Linked DNA regions of Oryctolagus cuniculus: region 2 is linked to region 1. The links are chromatin contacts, called in public Micro-C maps. All regions are on one chromosome and are shown on one strand. The core of a region is the stretch at or near the end of the contact, and the rest is flanking DNA. Distances in the headings are between cores, read along the strand shown.

The links. Hi-C and Micro-C count contacts between places; a contact is called where the count stands out from the background.
Region 2: a Micro-C map of ear pinna shows a contact between it and region 1, with 7 times the contacts expected there. The contact joins the promoter of POC1B here to the promoter of DUSP6 in region 1. A contact is called at or near these places in 2 of 6 Hi-C or Micro-C datasets (ear pinna and an unstated tissue).

Annotation. Positions count from the first base shown.
Region 1 is chr11:92,000,791-92,005,546 of mOryCun1.1, reverse strand. It overlaps DUSP6 (dual specificity phosphatase 6), which reads left to right and starts at 2,658. Exons shown (of 3, transcript XM_002711379.5): 1 at 2,658-3,635; 2 at 4,085-4,522. The coding sequence starts at 3,236. It overlaps LOC103348378, which reads left to right. Exons shown (of 5, transcript XM_070053191.1): 2 at 112-243; 3 at 336-351; 4 at 482-1,345; 5 at 1,668-1,961. The coding sequence ends at 1,832.
Region 2 is chr11:92,178,334-92,183,336 of mOryCun1.1, reverse strand. POC1B (POC1 centriolar protein B) reads left to right here and starts at 2,677. Exons shown (of 12, transcript XM_017342011.3): 1 at 2,677-2,995; 2 at 3,674-3,758. The coding sequence starts at 2,981. It overlaps GALNT4 (polypeptide N-acetylgalactosaminyltransferase 4), which reads left to right and starts at 4,039. Exons shown (of 1, transcript XM_008256873.4): 1 at 4,039-5,003. The coding sequence starts at 4,264.

The DNA.
Region 1 (4,756 bases), core at 1,409-3,908:
ATTACTCTCGCTAAGCTAGTCAGTCCCTGGGAGGGCTTTTGTTGCCAACCACACAGAGGGGATGTAAAGAAACTTCCCAAAGGCCCTAGGCCGTATTGCAGGTGAATTCAGAATTACAGAAATAGTAGCACAGCATCACCGCTCTGGGGAGTTCCCGTTCCCATTTCACCATCACAGCGACCCTCAGAAGCGCAAGTATTTTTATCTTCGTTTTGCCAGCGAGGGCCGCTGCAATCGAAAAAAGTGAGATGATTTAACCGAGTCTGCGCGCCTAGGAAGTGCCCCCCCACCCCCCTCCAGTGGCCCTTTACACCCTCGTTCTTAAAATCCCGCAGTCAAAATGCCACTTTAGTAAGTCCGCCGGGAAGGGCTCACATAAAACTACAATGTTTCGACCTCCAGGCCTGCGAGGTGTTATTATCCTCCCAAGTCTAGGCTCCGACTCAGGTCAGTTAATTGCACTTTGGAAACAGGCAAGTAGGAACGGAACTTCCTGCCCTCCCTCTGCAGGAGGTCCCGGGCGGTGGGACACCGTGCCTCTCCCGTGGCGCCCCAGCCCCCAGACCCAAGGACTGCAGGGTCTGCTAACAGACTGCGGAATCGGCTCGGGGGGGGGGGGGGTCGGCCGCGGTGCGGGCCTCCCCCACAGCAACCGCGGGGTGCCCAGAGAAACGGGAGTTTGGTTCCGACGGTTGCCCAAAAAAGGCACGGAGAGGAGCCCGGAGCCCCCGGTCTCCGTCGAAGCTGCTCCTCCAGGGGCGGCCTGCCGACTGCAGCGCTTCCAACTTGGCAACCTGGGCTCCGCAGCTGCCTTTTTTTAGTGCACATTTCCCAAATCAGGCAGAAGAGGCGGGTGACTACCAACGCAAACTGCTGCTGGGCCTCGGCAGGCAGGACCGTGGGTGCGGGGCGTCGAGCGAGGGGAGACCCCCGTGACCTCACGCGCCCTCGCCGAATTCGGGTGAGCGCAAAGCGCAGCAGGAGACGCTCGGAAAAGCCGCTCCCCGCCGGGCCCCTGCCCCCGCTTCCGCCTCCCGGGCGGCGGCGGGACAATGCTCGGCCTCTTTTCCGCCCGGGGTTAGGGAGGGGAAGCCGGATTAGGGCCCGCGCCTTCCGGCCGCGGCCCCCTCCTCCGCGCGCCGCCGACCGCGCACAGGTGGTTTTCCGCTGGGAGGGGCGCCTGGCACTTTTATGTAACAATAGAGCTCGGCGCCTCGGCCGGCCTGCGCCCCCTACCGCCGCCCACAGCTCGCCTGCCTGGCCCGCACCTCCCCAAGTTACCTGCTGGCTCTGCGGGGGGCCAGAGACGTGCCCCGAGACCCCCTCATATTTTGAGAGCCAGGAGGTACTGTCAGGCTCCACTCTAAGCCGCTCACCCGCCCCCGATCTCTAGGGAGCCCGGAGTTCCTCGCTCAGCCCCGCACCCGTCCACGGGGTCGCGGGAGGCCCCTCGCCCGCCACACGGGGAGGCGCGGGCGGCGGGGCCGTGGGGTGGGGGTGGGGGGGTGAGGAGTCCCATGCGCAGGCGCGGCTGGTGCTCCCCGACTGCCCGGCGCTGGGCTAGGGGCTGGGGGGCTGCTGGGGCTGGGGAGGCGCCCCTCGGACTTGCTTCCAGGGCTGCGGTAACCCATCCCCGAGTCCTCCCGCTGAGCCCCCTCAACCTGCAGGCCTCCGGCAAGGACTCCCCCGGTGCCAAATCCGACCGCGGGCAGTGCCAGTCCGGCGCGGCGCGTCGTAGCGCCCCTCGCAGGCACTGCAGTCGAAAACTCAGCTTCTCGCCCAGAAATCACGAAGGAACGCGACCCCGCAGCGCTCCGTGGCTGAGACCCTAGTGGGGCGCGGGGGGCAGGGGCTGGATCACGGACACAATGGCTCCTGTCGCTCCACGCTGCCGGAGCGGAGTCAAGACAACGGACTGCTGGCGAGTTCCCTTCTGTACGCGACACTGCTTTTAAACCAAAGTCTTTTTTTTTTTTTAAGTATATATGCTGCCGAACCGAGCCCTTTTTTTTTTTTTAACTAAAAGCTTTGGGGGGGGGGGGGGTTGTGTAACCAGACGACCACCACCAAAAAAAAAAATTGTGTATTTGTTCGCTTAAAAAATGTTTCAACAAACTGGCTTGTTTCGAAAGATGTTGGATTAGCATTTAACACCTCGGCGGTCACTAAAGCCGCAAAGCAGCTCACCAGCCCCAACACGGCCTCGGCTAAAAGAACATCAGAGAAAACAGAGCTGGGCTTTTAAAACTTGCAAACAAATGCCACACACCGCCTAGAAAGGGGGGGGGGGGAGGCTAAAGAGAACTCAGGTCCAAGCGAGTGTGCTGGGAACAAAGGGGGGCAAAGGAGGGGGGTGTAGCACAAGTTTCCCTAAAGCTATCTCGCAAGCACAAGCGTAGCGAACAAGGGCCTTTGTGCATGCTAACTGCACCGTGTATGCGCTAAAGTTCCGACGCGAAGTGCGAACTCTCGGCAGAAGGAAACACGAGACAACTGAAGTGCCCCGGTTTGTGCGCCCCGCTCCTCCTCCACCGCCGCCGCCGCCTCTCTCTCCTCCTCCCGCCCAGCCCGCTGCTGCAGCTTGTTTGCACTGGGGCTTATCCGGAGCGGAAATTCCTTTCCGTTTTTGTGAATGACAAACTCATTAACAATTCATCAACACAACCTGTTCCAGCCGGCCCGTCCCCACGGCAACAGCCCCTTCCGCAGCGCGCTCATTGGCTGGCCCGGAGAATGTATCCATTGAGGCGCTCGCTGTTTGTATCCATTGAGGAGCTGCCTCGCGCAGGGGGTGTGCGCGGGTTGAGTCCTAGGGACAGTGAGCAAATCGAGGCTTTGGTAATCCGGGGAGAGAGACGCCCGGGTAGATCTGAGGTGCAGCCTCAGAGGGAGGGATTAGCAGCCGCTAGACTTTTTTTTTTTTTTTCCTTCTTCTTCTCTCGGTAGCACGGAGTCCGAATTAATTGGATTTCATTCACCCGGGAGGAACAAAACTGGGCAGCTTCATTCAGAGATTCATTGACGCCGGGCGCGAGCGGCTGCAGCTCGGGTGCAGAGAGGACGGCCGGGTTCCCGTCTGTCTCGCCTTCCCCAGCCGCTAGCCTGGACTTGGGAAAGGCGAGGCGGAATTAAAACCCCGCTCCGAGAGCGGCGGCTTCGCGCGGCGCGCTCGGCCTATGCCTGCCCCGAGGGGCGTCTGCTAGGGCACCCCACCTTCTCCTGCAGCTCGACCCCCATGATAGATACGCTCAGACCCGTGCCCTTCGCGTCGGAAATGGCGGTCAGCAAGACGGTGGCGTGGCTCAACGAGCAGCTGGAGCTGGGCAACGAGCGGCTGCTGCTGATGGACTGCCGGCCGCAGGAGCTGTACGAGTCGTCGCACATCGAGTCGGCCATCAACGTGGCCATCCCGGGCATCATGCTGCGGCGCCTGCAGAAGGGCAACCTGCCGGTGCGCGCGCTCTTCACGCGCAGCGAGGACCGGGACCGCTTCACCCGGCGCTGCGGCACCGACACGGTGGTGCTGTACGACGAGAGCAGCAGCGACTGGAACGAGAACACCGGCGGCGAGTCGGTGCTCGGGCTGCTGCTCAAGAAGCTCAAGGACGAGGGCTGCCGGGCCTTCTACTTGGAAGGTACGTGCCCCAGGCGCGCGGCCAGGGCCACCCACACCCAGCAAGGGGCCGGGAACCACGCGCGCTCCGCGCGGCAGAGCCGGGCCGCGGAGGTTTCTTGCTAACCCGAGATCTGCGTCTTTCACCTCCACCTCGATCCTAGTTTTCTACCTTCTCAATTTGAAGTAAGATTTGCAGGGCTGGGGAGGTGGTGGTGGTGGGGTTACAGAAATGTTGCCAATTTGTGCATTTCCGGACTCAAAAGAGTGAGGGATCCCCAGGGGAGGCGGCCCGGTTCCTTCCATTCCTGAGGGCGCACATTTAAATGTGTTTTTCTGATCTTCGGCTCTGCGCGCAAGGGGGTTGGAAGGGTGCTTGTGGTATTTCCTGCCCGCGGCTGCGGTTCTCACGAGCCGTGAAAACTACTACGGCATCTCGGGTTACACGACTCCTTTTTCTCGCCCTGGCAGGTGGCTTCAGTAAGTTCCAAGCCGAGTTCGCCCTGCACTGCGAGACCAATCTAGACGGCTCGTGTAGCAGCAGCTCTCCGCCCTTGCCGGTGCTGGGGCTCGGGGGCCTGCGGATCAGCTCTGACTCCTCCTCGGACATTGAATCTGACCTTGACCGAGACCCCAACAGTGCCACGGACTCAGATGGCAGCCCGCTGTCCAACAGCCAGCCCTCCTTCCCGGTGGAGATCTTGCCCTTCCTGTACTTGGGCTGTGCCAAGGACTCCACCAACTTGGACGTCCTGGAGGAGTTCGGCATCAAGTACATCTTGAATGTCACCCCCAATTTGCCCAATCTCTTTGAGAACGCCGGAGAGTTCAAATACAAGCAAATCCCCATCTCGGATCACTGGAGCCAGAACCTGTCCCAGTTTTTCCCTGAGGCCATTTCTTTCATAGGTGAGACTAATTAACAGCCCTGCCTCTAACTTTTGAAAAGGCAGAGTTGAAGCTGCTGAGGGCTCTCCTTGCTTGCTAAATGGTCAGATTGCAGGTCTGTAAGTTTCCTAGAGGGTTCTTAGTTCTGGTTTATCTTCTTGCTTAAGGAAAGAAAAAGTGCCATTTGAGGTGGCTGCAGGCCACAGGTGTGTTTCCAGCACTGTCCTATCTTGCTGCCTCAATCTTTGAATGCAG
Region 2 (5,003 bases), core at 1,428-3,927, 180 kb before region 1:
GCGGTGCTGGCAAAATCATGTATTTTTGATAACTGGAATTTAAAAAAACATTTTCTAAAGAACTTAGAGAAATCATTATGTTCTTAGAATTGTTTCTACAAATCACATTGACTATTAAAAACTAATTTAAATTAAAATTTTAAAGAAATTTTAAACTGAGAAAAATCTTAAATTATTCTTTTGAGCTAGTTTCTTTTTGTTCAAAGATTTATTTATTTATTTGAAAGGTAGAGTTACAGAGAGAAAAAGAAGGAGAGACAAAGAGAGAGAGTTTCCATCCACTGGTTCACTCCCCCAAATGGCTACAATGGGCTGGGTCAGGCCGAAGCCAGGAGCCTCATCCAGGTCTCCCATGTGAGTGCAGGGGCCCAAGCAGTTGGACCATCTGCCACTGCTTTCCCAGGCCAGTAGCAGGGAGCTGGCTGGGAAGCAGTGTAGCCAGGACCCAACCGCTGCCCATATGGGATGCCAGCATTGCAGGCACCAGCTTAACCTGCTACACAGTGCCAGTCCCTTGAGCAAGTTTCTCTCTTTTCTTTCCTTCCTCCCTTCCTATCTTTTGATTTTATTTGTTTTTATTTGAGCTACAGTCAGAGGGAGAGACAGAAAGAAAGGTCCTCCATCTGCTGATTCACTCCCCAAATGGCCACAGGAGCTTCTGCCAGGTCTCCCACATGGGTGCAGGGGCCCAGCACCGCAGGCGGATGCCTAGCCCACTACGCCACAGCACCAGCCCCCCTTGAACTAGTTTCTAAGTGTCCAACTTTTTCTTCCTTTTTTTAGTTAACCTGCTATGTCCAATATCAGACATATCATGGCTAAAAGAGATCTGAGGTCTTGATTACTCCTAAGATTCTAGTACTATTTTTTTTTTTTTGAGTAAAATACACATAACATTGAACATTCCATTTTCACCATTTTTAAGGCTAGAATTCACCGGCGTTGAGCACATTCACAGTGCCGTGCAACCATCACCACTATTTTCAGAACTTCATCCCCAGCAGAAACTCTGCACCCCTCATCAGTCAGTAACTCCCCATTCTCCCTTAGCCGCAGCTCCTTTCTGTCTCTGTACATCCACCCATTCTAGGTACTTTAAAGAAGTAAAGTCATCAACCATAATGTATTCCCTTGGCATAATGTCTTCAAGGGTCATCTATGTTGCAGCATGCATCAGAATTTCATTATTTTAGTGGCTGAATAATATCTCATTGAATGTAGTTATCATATTTTATCTATTCCTTTGTTGAATACTTGGGCTGTTTTCACTTTGGGGCTGTTACTAATGTAATACAAACATCTGAGTCCTTGCTTTCAGTATTTGTGGGCTATACCTAGCTGTAGACTTGCTGGAGCCACAGTGCACCATTTTACATTCCTACCAGCATCCAGTATTATGCTTAAGCATGCCAGGATTGTGTGTGTGTGTTTAATCAAACTTAGACTGGGAATAAGGAGCAAAACTTGGAGTCTTGCCAGAGTTTGTTGACAAATTGCTGGCATCAACACTGTTAAATATATCACCCCCTGGACTACAGCAATGTTTCTCAATGTACACAGCTGAGACTCCCATAGCAATCGTGTACGGAGCTTGTTAATCCGTAGAACCGTGGATCCCACCCTATTTACGAGCATGTTGCTTCAGCATCTCTGCGAATTGAGCCGCTAAATCAACATTACACATGCTAAAATATTAGCCATATCAATCTAGATGGTTGAGTCCTTGAAGGCAGGAAAAACATTTCAATCATCTTTATATCCCTCAGGGCCAAACATACAGGAGAAATTCAACAATCATATACTTGAATTAAAGTAACACTGCAATCTAAAGCTATTTCTTACCCGTTAAATTGTTATCTGCAGAACTTATTAAAGCTAAATGCAATCTCTAGACAACTAGAGAACCTGTAATTAAGGTGGTAGTATACCTCTCATTTACATAGAACGTGTATCTTACCAGCTGTGGCCTATCCCATTTTACATTGCCAAGAAACTTTATTGTGTATGTAATTTCAGGATTAAAAAAAAAAAAAACAAGATATTTTTAGAATTGAAAAAGCGGTCTCTGCATGACTTCTAAGATCAGGATCTAAGAATCAAGTTTATCATTTGGGAACATTATAACTCTTCCAACTTCTACAGTGTTACTGAACCAGAAATGATACTATGTGCATTGAAACCCTGTTGTATAAATAGTTACAGTTACCATTTGAGCTAATACGTTAAAACATGTTTCCAAGTCTTCCTAAAGATTTTAAATGCGCTGCTGGTAAATGCATTCCTGGAAAGCATACGCAAAGAAGCAGATAAAGAAACATACAGCCCAAAAGGTTAAGGAGATGCGGTTTATTCGTCCATTCATCTCCAGTGTGCAGCATTATTATCATGCGGGGCACTGTTTGGTAAAGAGATTAAACAAATTCAAATCTGTCCTCCAGGATTTTAGTTCCTTTGAATGTATTGAGAAGTAGCCAGCTGTTCCTCTTCACATCAAAACTCCACCGCCCTACGCCACGCCCCCTCTCCCGTGATAAATTACCGGGGACAAACTTGAAACCAACGAGCGCTGGCTCTTTAACATGTAATAGAACTCCGATTGCATCGATCACAGGCCTACAATGCCCTCGCTCCCCACTTCCTTCTCTTTCCAGGCGTCAAACCGAAAGGGAACGCCAGCATTAGTAAACAGTGGCTTAGGTGTACCGTCGCACTTGGCCCCGGAGCGTCCCGCGCAGTCGCTGGCAGCGACCCCTCCGCCCCCGACCCCCGCTCCGGCCTCGGAGTCTCGAGGCTCGGCTGGCCATGCCTGGAGCGCGGGGTTTGACTGGGCCGCCGTTGTTGTAGTGACCGGGAGGTGCTGCCGCTCCGAGCAGACGGTTCCGGGCGCCTCGCGGTTCCCCTTTTCACCCTCTCCCCTTCCCTCCTCCCTCCCGCCCCCGTTTCCCCCCGCCCGCAGGAGCCCGGCGCCCACCGTTCCCCCATGGCCTCCTCCCCGGTAAGGACGGGCTGTGGGGGGCCCTGGCCGGGGCTGGTCCCGCGGGTTGGGGGGCCGGGGCAGGGTCGCGGCGGCACCTGGAGGAGATGGAAGCAGGTGTCGGCAGCGGGGTCCTGAGGTGCTGCCCCCCGCCCCTGGCCTGGGGGGCGTCCGCCTCTCCCACTGTGAACCGGGCGGCCGGAGCGCCAAGCCCGTGTCGGGCTCCGCGACGCTCCTCTGCGCGTCCCAGAACTCGAGAAGGAGCGTAAGCGACCCCATGACCCCCAGAATTCTCTGAGGGGCTCCGTGGAGCGCCTGCGTCAGAATCACCTGGGACTTTTTTTTTTTTTTTTTTTTTTTTTTTTTTTTTTTAAGAAAAGTGCAAAAGCCCGGGCGCCTCCTTGCACCTGCGGACTGGAGCCGCGGCGCCTGGGAACGTGCATTTCAGATGAGCCCAACCCCACCTCAGGTCGTCCCTTAGAGGCGCCTGCTTCTGGGAAGCGGGATTGCACGATTTTCCCGGCGCTGCGGGACGAGCTGGCGCCCGGCGTCTCCCCGCGGGGCGCTGCTGCCGCCCCGCAACCCCAAGCCCGCGATGGGGGCAGGTTCCTGGCGTTGCGGCTGTGTGGACCGTCGACCCCCAGCCGCTGCACGCGGGGTCCACATCTGGTTTGAACCGTCGACAACTTTCCTTCGCAGGAGGACCCCGTTCTGGAGCGTTACTTTAAAGGCCACAAAGCGGCGATCACCTCCGTGGGCTTCAGCCCTAACGGCAAACAACTTGGTAGGTGTCACTGTTTTTATCTTGTGTAAGGAGACAGAAGCTCAGGTGGCCGGAGACCTTTCCTCCTGTCCCGGGCTCCCACGAGAGCCTCGGAGGTCCTCATCGGGGTGGGGGGTGGAGGGCGGCGGTGCCCGGCCGGGCCACCCGGCCCCCGGCCCCCGGCCCCGGCCCCGACCCAGACCCAGAGCCGCCCACCGGCGCGGGCTTGGCGGGCGCCTTTCGCCAAGTAACCGCCAGGAGGAGTGAGTAGGAAGGGGAGGGGTTTGTCCTCGGCCCGCGGAGGGTGGGGTGTTGGCTGGAGAGTTTGTGAAAAGTTCTGCGAAGAGCAGCAGGAAGTGGGCAGAGCGCGTCCGAGGGGGATCTCAGGTGCCCTCCGGGGAGCCCGAGGGGCTGTGAGGAGCTGCCGAAGAGCCGAGCGCCTGCCTGAAGGCAGGGACCTGCCGGGAAGTTCACCTTCCAGGCTGCCCCTGCGAGGTGGCGAGGTGGCGGCCGCTGAGCCCCAGCCATGAGGATCCGGATGGCCGTGCGGTGGACCTGGGCAGGCAAGAGCTGCCTGCTGCTGGCGCTCTTAACGGCGGCCTATATCCTCGTGGAGCTCTCGGTCTCGGCTTTCCAGTCGTCCCCCAGTGCCGGCCATGCCAGGGAGGGGCGGACGTCCAGGCGATTCGCAGATCTGGAGAGAAACGCCGAGGATTTGTCGCGCCCGCTGTATGAGAAGCCCCCGGCAGATTCCCAAGCCCTCGGGGAGTGGGGGAAAGCCAGCAAGCTGCAGCTCAGCGAGGGGGAACTGAAGCAGCAAGAAGAGCTCATTGAGAGATATGCCATCAATATTTACCTCAGTGACAGGATTTCTCTGCACCGCCACATAGAGGATAAAAGAATGTATGAGTGTAAGTCCAAGACGTTCAACTACAGGAGACTGCCCACCACCTCTGTCATCATCGCCTTCTATAACGAAGCCTGGTCCACCTTGCTCCGCACCATCCACAGTGTTCTCGAAACTTCTCCCGCAGTCCTGCTCAAGGAGATCATCCTGGTCGATGACTTGAGTGACAGAGCTTATTTGAAGACCCAACTTGAAACTTACATCAGCAATCTTGATAGGGTCCGCCTGATTAGGACCAAAAAACGGGAGGGACTGGTGAGGGCCCGCCTCATCGGGGCCACTTTTGCCACTGGGGATGTCCTCACTTTCCTGGATTGCCACTGTGAGTGTAATTCTGGTTGGCTGGAGCCGCTTCTGGA